Regions from separate parts of the Zea mays genome. Here region 2 is linked to region 1. Evidence: chromatin contacts called from public Hi-C data. All regions are on one chromosome and are shown on one strand. Each heading gives the region's core, a stretch centred on a gene start, on an enhancer-like site or on the middle of the called end of the contact. The rest is flanking DNA. Distances are from core to core; before and after follow the strand shown. Region 1 holds the start of LOC100274167 (putative RING zinc finger domain superfamily protein). Region 2 holds the start of LOC100285179.

Region 1 (4,712 bases), core at 565-3,064:
CCCTTGAACCCCCTCGCCTTCATGGCAATTACGACTCTCTGGAACGTGTCAATCCGCAGCGACGTGAGCTCGTCAGCCAACCAATCATCGATGATGACCTTGGACGACGACACGTCCATGCCGTTACCGTTGGACATGCTGAACTGACTGTCGTTGCAGGTGAAGTAGGCGATGGCGTCGACGCACCTGCCGACGAGGTCCACCTCCTCGGACACCGGGAGGAGGTCCTCCGACCTCCGGAGCACGGTGACCGCGCCCGCGAGGCTCATCAGCGCCACGGCCTCCAGGTAGGCCTCGGTCCTGCCGGCCAGGTTCCCGCCCCTGCTGTCGTCGTCGGTCATCTGCAGGTGCTCGGCGGCGCACCGCAGCATGGCGACGTTGTCCTCCGTGAGCTCGAAGTTCTCGCCGTAGCAGAATTTGGTGACGAGCTCGAACGCCGCGGCGCCGCCCGGCAAGCCCGTGATGTCGATGTGGGTGACCCTGGAGCCATTGATCCCCGACACCTGCTCCCTTATGTAGCCGCACCTCGATGCCAACGGGAGCTGCACGCAGCAGCGTTCGCACCGCCAGTCAGAACCCAAGCTTTCTATACGATCCAAGAACACGCATGGAATGGAACTATGATACGGAAGCGCTGTGACGTGATTCATATATAGGAGGAGTATAGTATTTACCTTGTGCAAGTTGAAGGTCGCCTCCCCAACCTGGATGGTAATATCGCTTGGGAACTCTAGTGAAAGAATCCTGCAACAATCAAGCGAAGCAAAAGAGCCAGCCTCAAACTCCGCAAAACTTCATTTGCAGGGTTTGGCTAGAGCGAGCGGTTCAGCGGGTAAAAGACGTGAAGATCTGAAAGCACAGGTCACGTGTTGCTAGCTTAATGACGATAGCTGTTTGTTTTCAGTTCAAAATCGGACTGAACAAGCTATCAGCGCCGGTTACGGACACGAACTCATCGAATCAAATGCGAAACAGCAGCAGCAACATGCCAATTAATGAAAAGTAGAGCAAGGAGACGCAGCAGGGATGGTAGGAGAAGCTAGGAACGTATATACCACTCGCTGATTCTCCTCATCGCCGGCGTGTCGAGCCGGCGCTCCTCCATCTGGCGGCCCTCACAAAAGTCACCGAGCTCCTGTTCACCCCTCCCACACCACCCCTTCCCCCTGTGTCATCCCCCGGGCGACTTCGACGTCAGAGGAGATCGCGGCAGCGCGGAGCGAGTGACGCAGGTGCGCCAGCCTCTGGATCGCGCTCGCGCTCGCGCGGGAGCTGCCTGCCACACTGGCCTCGGCGGGCGGAACGGAAGCCAGGCCACACAATGGCGCCATCGCACGCCTGCCGTGGATGATGGATAAAACGAAGCGGGAGCCCCACCAATCTGGGGGGATTGTTCCTTTGGCGCGTAGCTGGAAAACACCTTGCCTCCAATTATCTGCCGTCGTTTTCCGTGGACTTCTCTTGCGTGGGGGTACTGAACCGTGCGTCACTTCGCTTCGTACGCTGGGTATGCCTGCACGCTCAGTATACATGCCAGATACAGATACGTGCAGCTCAGGTTTGGACTTTTCTTTTTGAGAAAGCTTGGGCTTGGACAACTTTTCCCTACAAGGATGATCTCGGTTCACGGCCCATTCAGTACAGGCCTAAGGCCCAGCGAAGCAGATCGGCCAAGATCTTGCGGGACTTGCCGGTTGCCGTCCCCGGTCCCCTTGAAGCTCCAACAGCCGGCCATGACTGGACTGGTCGACGTCGACGAAACTCCCAAACAAATACGCGTGCGACCACTGAAATTTCCAATCCAGCGCGGGCACCCGTCGCCGTCACCGTACGCTGGTCATGGGCTCTTGGCATCCGTCGTCCGTCCCACGCCACGCCACGCCACAGTGCCTCCTCGCAGCTTCATCCACTCGTCTCCCCTCCCCACACCAAAAAAACAAGCAAGGGTCAGCAGATAGCCGCATTAAAAGGAGGGAGGTCACGTAAACTTAATCCAATCCACCAAACCCCAAATCTCTGTCTCGCGCTGGCGCAGCGCAGGGCACCGCCACGCGCGCCTCATCCGGTACCGGCATGACGAGCGCCTCCGAGCTCTTCACCGCGCGCCGTGCCGCCCGTGGGGCCCGCCTCTCCGACCTCGACCTGGATCCGCACGCCGACGCGCTCCGGGACCAGCACGGACTTGGCGCCCGGCACCGGCGCCGCGGGTGCCGCCCGCGACGCCAGCTCGACGCCGCCGGGGACGTGCGGCAGCACCTGCACACCGGGGCCCCGCCACCGCGTCGCCGCGGGTCGTACACCGTGAGGATCCCTCGCCCCAGTCTCTCTCCCGATTGATTATTGTCGTATCCGTTGTGTTGTGGCTGGATCGGAGAATCTCCGGCGTTGGCTTATAGAATTCGTGGACGCTATTAGGATTCGGCTCCCGCGAAATTCAATGATGACCGGAAATGCCGATTTTAATATCATAATTACATAGCTCGGGAAATGGGTATCAATAGGGATTACGCACTTGCACTTGTTAGTGTGGAACTTTTGTTTTTGATAACATACTTGGGTTAAACTTCAACGATCTGATTGGTGAAATTGTACCGGATTGTAATCCTATCTGAGATTCTGAACCAAGCTTCTTTATCCTTCGAATTCTACTAGAAATAATTGATTCGTCATCCATGTAATTTGGTATTTGGGTTGTTGGCTATGTGTAGTTGTAACTTAAAACCATAAACAAACTGGTGCACACATTTGCCCTAGTGTTGTCTATAACCATATAGTCTATACCAAGTACCAACCCAGCTTCATTTCAGGAGTCCTGCCATGGGCTACCATTTTCATCCTCATTGTTTGTGATGTGCCATCAGATGAAATTATTTCTCTGTTTTGCTGTCTGCAGGATCAGATCTTATCGTACATAGACAACAACAACCTTGGGGTTGGGGATTCTGCAGCTCGGAGGAACAGACTTGATAGGCTGATGTTCAGGACAAATGAGCGGCTTCCTGGTGCTGTACTGCAAGCACAAGCGCGTGTCCTGGAGAGACTCAGAGGCATTTCTCTTGGTTCATCTGTGTCCAGGCCATCCATCTCATTAGATGAATTTTCAGCTAGCGATGTATTCAGAATCATCGACTTCAGAAACAGGGAAGCACGGCATGAAGAAAATCGGCACCACTCATCGTCGTTCCACCCAAGCAGTGAATCAGATGAAGAAAGACCAACCGTCGGTTCCACTCACTCCAACCGGTCAACCGGACTTACCAAGGCAGCTTTCCTGCGTCTGCAGGTCGAGATTTTTGAGGCTAGCAAAGATGATAGCAGAGAGGCATCGCCTGAATGTTCTATTTGCCTTGATGGATTTTACGATGGAGATGAGCTGATAAGGTTGCGCTGTGGGCACAGGTTCCACTCGACATGCTTGGAGCCATGGGCGCGGAAATGTGCAGACTGCCCATACTGTCGAACGAACATACGGTCACGATCCTGACGACAAACCCTTAGTTCAGAGTAAGCTTATAACCACCATGGAGTTTCACTGTTGTAAAATTCGCTGTTGTGGGCATGCCAGTTAATCCGGTGCTCCTATGGCGACATGTAATTTCTAATATCCTGAATATTTTGTGTTGTGTCACTCAGAGAGGTTTATGGTGTTGTGTGCGAGTGGAGGCTAGTAGCAGTATAGCTTAGAAAGCACCCTTTTGTGTGTATGTAGCGAGGGATCACGCAAATGATCCTGTACTACTAATGATAATGTTCTGATGTCTGAATTTCAGTTGTTACTGCATGCTTCTTGTTATGTAGGGCGAGGAACATGACTTCGCTATGATGCGGTTAAAAATGCTCTGCAAAATACTAGGCTGAAGGAGTCAATGTCAGTGTCACCAGCTTTTACATTTCTCTCTCTGAGCTGATTTCTTCCAAAAGCATCATCATTATTATTATTTTTTTCGAAAAACACTCTGAACTTATTTCTTATCCCTTTTTACATGAGATATGGAATTTGAAGCATTCAGTCGAGATCGATCTGTCCAACGCTACTACGCTAGCAGTTGGTCTGTTCTCGTCAACAAGCCGTCGCCTTGCCAATCGCTGTCGCTTCACCATGACAACATCGGCACATGGCGACGTGTCGGAGGGTTTGAGAGGCTCCAGCCCATTGTTCCGCGGCCTGAGCTTGATCTTGCTCGAGAGTCGTGAACCCTCGGGAGCTCAACATTTGCCGATCGCAAGGGGGTCAAGCAATGGGGTACGGTGGCTCCTACGGTCCTATCCTACCGGTGCTAGGGGAGAGCTTTGGTCCCGTGCTCCGCGGCTCCGCCAGCTGACGAGTGAGCTTCCTTTTGTTCGAGGCCATGCAGAAGCTGCCAGTTATTTATGCTACAGAAGCCGAATCATGATTTCTCATAAACACGAATCTGTAAGAGGACTCGACCAAAAATGGTTTCCTTCGGACTTCGGGGTTTGGAATACCAAAGATTGGTTGGGGGCTTTGACATTAGGATGCACAGTAAAGTGCTATAATCTTCACCGAATTTAGCCGTAATATGCAGGCTCAACACACACTGGCACCTTACAAGTCCAGCCGATTACTGCCGAGGGCTTCAACATTCTCCAATTTTAGTGTACAGGGTACAGACAAGGCTGCCAGGCACCTCATTCGGTTCTTGACAACACAAGCAGATACAGTAAAAGTAATTTTCTAGTGCCATTCACAT
Region 2 (5,228 bases), core at 619-3,118, 280 kb before region 1:
TTTATAACACATACTGGGCCGGGGGCCGTCATCATGAGCTACGGCTACGTGCTCGCATGCCACACACTGACGTTGTGTGCACTGCGCCTGTTCTGTTACGTTGAAAACCGATCTCGCAGCCCTACTGTGGGGGGTATATATAGTCTTTGACTTTATTTCGCTGCTACGTGTACCGGCTACTACGCCCATAGTATTTCGCTATATGCATACTAGTAGCTACCCAATTAATGCTATTGCTATATTGTGTGCTTCCCAAAGCTACATCCCTAATCTAAAACAGTGATGGAGGTGGAGGTAGACGGAGACGAGAGCCCGGTCCCACCCAAGGTCCGATTCATCCGCGACCGCGACACAGGTGAGGTCGAGCCTGCTGCCGTTGCCCGTTAGCGCATGCATTGTCTGCAGATAATGAAGCTAGGAAACCACTGACTACTACGCGCATGACTGAGCCTGACCTAGTGACCTGGCCGCCCTCGCCCCACGACGTACGCACTCCCGCACGGCTCACGGTCACGGCCATGCCATGCATGCATGCATGCCGTCAAAGTGGCCGGAAAACCACACGCCCCCCACACCGACGACGCCGGAAAACCACACGCCGCGCCTCGCTTTGCGACGTCTGTCTGCCTGCTGTCACGCGCGCACACGCGTCGTCGGGGCCACGGCGGCGGCACTCGCTTTCGTCGGGGGTCGCCGCGAGCGTGCCGTGCGCAAAAGAGATCTCTCGGCGCGCCTCGATCGCCTTAAAAGAAAGGCGGGGTAGCTTTATCAGAGGCAGAGGCGTGCATGCCGCCCGGTGTTTTCCTCTTGATCGGAGATGATTAAGGTCTTGACGCCCCTGGTTTTATGTCGACCGTGGCCTGATTAACTGAAAAGGCGTGCATGCCGGTGTTTTCCTCTTGTTCCATGGCCGTACCCCTTCGCGTCACGGCCGAGCTCTTTCTTCTGAATGAACCGAACCGAACCGAACACAGCGGGCTTAGCTGCTGGCGCAGATGCTTCCATTTCTGATTCATCTGTGGATCGAATCGAACGCGGAGGAACGACTGGAAAACTATCCTCGTCGTCAAAGGAGACACGAGTTCCAGACGGTTTGAAATTAAGACCCCACCCAAATCCGGCCCGCCGGCGCCCCTCGGGTTCAAACTGATCTACCAGCTGGTGTAATCTATTGCATTGCACCAGACAAAGGAGACGAGTGCACGGCTGGCTACTCCTCTGCGCATTCCATTCCATGTACTGTAGCGTGCGTGCAGCTGGAAAGACGGAGACCCGTACCGCGTAGCATACAATTACACACGGACTGCCGGCCGGCCACCCTGCACTTGCAGCAGGAAAGCAAGCTAGGTGTGGCGGGTGGCGCGCAGGGACGCAGGGTGGGTGCGTGCTTTCAGTTCCCCTCTTCATTCAAAGCGGGCGGAGAGTGCAACGAGCTACTACTACTAGAGAGCAAACAGGGCAAAGGCGAGCAGGAAAGCCTTCCATTCCATCAAAGGGTTCGCTGCTCCCTGCCTCCTCCTCCTCCTTCTTCTTGGCATCTTCCGTCAAAGGGTGAGGGCTCTTGCTCCTTTCTTTCTTTACCGATCGATCCTCCTAGTCCTCCACTTTCTGTTTCGCTGTTGCATCACTTCTCCGGCTTCAGAAGGTGGCTGGCCGGCCGACCGGCGTGGGTGCTCGAGAGGAGAGGAGGGTGGCATGCTGGGGGCCGCCTCCTGAGTCCAGCAGCACTGCCATTGGAGGGGGCCGATGGGAGGAGAGAGAGAGAGAGAGAGAAGGACACCTGCAAGCCCACTGAGGTCTGCTAGCTCATTGCCCTCCCTCGCCAAACAACCGTCTTTCTCCCCAGTCCCGGTCCCAACTCCCAAACCACGAGCGCGGGCGCGGGCAGAGGGACAGCCGCATGTGCACGCGACCGGCGCATGCACACACTTGCGTGGCCGCATCTGGCTCCGGCTCGTCTTCCCCGGGCGGGTGTGCCGGGTAGGGCACTACGTTCTTGGTGTTGGGGGGGCAGAGTGGCTCTCCATTGCTCGGGAGCTGGGGTGGGTCTCACACTGTTCTGCTCTTTCTCGGCTCATGCCTGAATGCTGCCCTCCGCTTTGCCTTTGTTCTTGCGTGCCCTGCTTGTTGTCTACTAGCCTGTTTTGTTGCCTTCCCTCTGGTTTGCTATAAACCCTCGATGCCATGCCATGCGATGCCGCCGCCCACATGCCCTCATGGCTCTCACGTTGTGACGCGCTTGCGCAGCCTGCCCATGCCCGTCGTTGATGGTTTCTGATTCGTTTATTATTATTATTGTTGTTCACTCGCCTCCTCTGGCGTGTGGCCTCTCCCCTCCCCTCCCCTCCCCAGTCCCCACGTAGTACTAGTATACTGTATTAGAGACAGCGTGCGCCACTCTTTCCCTCGTCGTTCTCACCGGCCTCGCCTCGGCGGCAACAAAACTGCGAGAGATCTTGGCGTGCTGGCGATAAGATTCGCCCGCACGAGCGCACAAACCAGAGTGAGCAAGTGGTTCTTGGTCTCTCCGTTGCCTCCTCCCCGTATCGCATTTAAAACAGATGGTCGGTGTCTCCTGCCTGCCTCAACTTGCTCACAGTGCCGTGCCACTAACGTTTGTTTTTTTTTTTTTTTTTTTTTTTTTGCCGTTGCTGCCGCAGAGACCGTTGAGAGATCATACTCGGGGAACGGTACGCTGTGGCGAGGAATGTGGACTACTACTAGTTGCTTAATAATATGACAACGCATTGGACGCAAGATCCCCTCTGAATCTTGGCAGTATTTTTTTCTTATGAGAAGAGGGAGTGAAGAGAGCTGGACTGGAGGGTGCAAGGAACTATTATACCTATTATACTAATCTTTTTCCCAGATCAACAAGGACACGCAATTAAACAAGCAGCAGCAGGGGGAGGTGGGGGTGTGTCAGCTTTGTGCTTTGTGGGTGTCCCTCCTCTGGCTCACTGCCCCCCTCTCTCTCACTCCATATTGTTTACTTCTCCTGAGGTACTTGTGCTCCTGCTCTCCCCTCCTGGCCTCACTGCCTACGATAGCAGCAGCGGCACCGGCCGCATAAGTAGGTTGGGGGGGAGGGCTGGAGTGCGCTTCAAGCACGAGAGCGCTGTTGCTGCGTCTGAACCGATCCCATTATTTGTTTGGTTTCGTTGTACGAGCGATCTCTCTCCTGGCCGGGCTCCGGCACGTTGTAATATTCGGTCTTCTCGGCGCAGCAGCAACTTGTTCTTGTGCACTGCTACTTCGCTGCTCTGGGCCGTTTGCCGTTGATGCTGCGGACAAGTATGGGATAGTGCTGCTGTGCTGTGCAGTTCTTGCTTCTTACAACTGGTAGTGGTGGTGGTGGTCTGGTCTCCGTGTGAGCATTTGGTCTAGAAGAGCGTGAAGCTGCGCGGCTCTTCTTTCTTGTTCAAGATGAAGTTCATGAAGCTTGGATCGAATCCGGATACCTTTCAGGACGATGGGAATGAAGTCAGGTGACCCATCGCTTCTTTTGCTTTCTTTTCCCTTGCTTCTTTAATGCTGCCTTTGAACCCTCGTGTTGTTCTTTAGAATCTGACTGATTTTCTTTTATTTCAGTTAGAAATGATCTGAGTTATTGTGTTTTATGTAGTTGGCACTGTAGGTTTATGCTTAAGTTTATCCTCTGGAGGTATTAAGCACTATTCACCATGAATCCAATACAGCTATGATACTTTCATCGAACTTTTAGTGCCTACAAAATTATATATTTCCAGAGTTTATAGCCTCCCTCAGTGTTCATGCTATCCAAGATGCTTTTTTCAATGTGTTCTTGTTGAATCCACTCAGATATTATAATAAATACTTGCATGATACTGCCCATTATGGTTTCCTTCAGCCTTGGTTAGAGAGGAGAGTTTATGCTTTTCCTAGGTTCATATCAAGAATTCAAGATACAGCTGCATGGGTACCAAAGAGAACCATACTTTTGGGGGCAAACTAGTCATAACTACGGAGAGAAACAAATAGAAGAGGAACTCAAAGCGCTAGAACTGATTCTAGGATTCTTCATTTAGAGTTTCATGTCAATTTCCTCCATGTATTGGCCTATTGTTGTAAATAAGGTTCTTTTAGGTTAACATGCATTATTATTGTCTTGACAAATGCTTGGTTGGATATTGCTTTTCAGTTTAGGAACAGTATAGATTAGCATCCTCAGTTTGGAAAGCCAGATGTTTAGCGTCATATGCTGACAAATTACTTTTACAGTAATACAATGCCATAGATCTCCATTTCCACCCTCGAATTGTGTAAACAATAGTAACAATTGATTTCCATATGGTAATCTGAATTAGTACTGTATTTACCACATTTTGTTCTATCAATTTAACAGTGTCCCTACTGGTGCACGATGTAAGAATTTCTAATGCTCATTAAGATAATCAAAATCGAAAAACGATAATCCAAAGTTTCTATTTCAATTTATAAGCATCGAGTTTCTTTTGTATTGTTGTTGTTTTCCACTCTACTAATGGGAACTGTCTATTCTTGCAGTATTGCGGCATCTGAATTGGTGAGCGACATCACTGTTCGTATAGGGACTACAAAGTTTTACCTTCACAAGGTAAGTGAGATGTAGTTTTCATTCACATGACAGTGCTGCTTTGTGAGACTATATAGTACAAAATACATGTGCTGTCGGAGATCATTTTTTTTATTTACACTTTCTTGCCAGAGTTGTCTCCATGAATCCGATTCTTGTTGACACTTGATTAACTTTTTTGTCATATATGTCATTTGATTGTTGTTATCTCGGGTTTTACATCCCAGCGACTTGATTAGTTTCTTGGTTCTCTTTATGCATAGCACAATCACTTGAGAGTGCATATTTATCACTGTTATTCTGATCTGCATTTTCCAACCATGCAGTTTCCGCTCCTCTCCAAGTGTGCTCGCTTTCAGAAGTTGATTCCAACCACTGGTGATGAAAATATTGAGATCCACATCCATGATATTCCTGGTGGCGCAAAGGCTTTTGGGGTCTGTGCCAAGTTTTGCTACGGCATGATTGTCACACTCAATGCCTACAATGTGATTGCAGCCCGCTGTGCTGCAGAGTACTTGGAGATGAATGAGACTGTTGACAAGGGCAATCTGATCTACAAGATTGATGTCTTCCTCAGCTCAAGCATATTCCGGAGCTGGAAAGACTCTATTATTGTTCTTGGTACAACAAAGGCTCATCTACCTTGGGC

Evidence for each region. A called contact is a pair of places that touch in the nucleus more often than the background predicts.
Region 2: a Hi-C map of leaf shows a contact between it and region 1, with 7 times the contacts expected there. The contact joins the promoter of LOC100285179 here to the promoter of LOC100274167 in region 1. A contact is called at or near these places in 4 of 25 Hi-C or Micro-C datasets (ear, endosperm, leaf and 1 more).

The regions. Positions count from the first base shown.
Region 1 is chr1:21,624,415-21,629,126 of Zm-B73-REFERENCE-NAM-5.0, reverse strand. It overlaps LOC100274167 (putative RING zinc finger domain superfamily protein), which reads left to right and starts at 1,814. Exons shown (of 2, transcript NM_001148542.1): 1 at 1,814-2,301; 2 at 2,894-3,775. The coding sequence starts at 2,074. The coding sequence ends at 3,484. It overlaps LOC100285938, which reads right to left and starts at 1,850. Exons shown (of 5, transcript NM_001158827.2): 1 at 1,056-1,850; 2 at 675-744; 3 at 1-542. The coding sequence starts at 1,105. It overlaps LOC103632029 (Syntaxin/t-SNARE family protein), which reads right to left. Exons shown (of 5, transcript XM_008653883.4): 5 at 4,493-4,712.
Region 2 is chr1:21,906,444-21,911,671 of Zm-B73-REFERENCE-NAM-5.0, reverse strand. LOC100285179 reads left to right here and starts at 1,868. Exons shown (of 4, transcript NM_001195985.1): 1 at 1,868-1,980; 2 at 4,528-4,597; 3 at 4,903-5,228. The coding sequence starts at 1,901.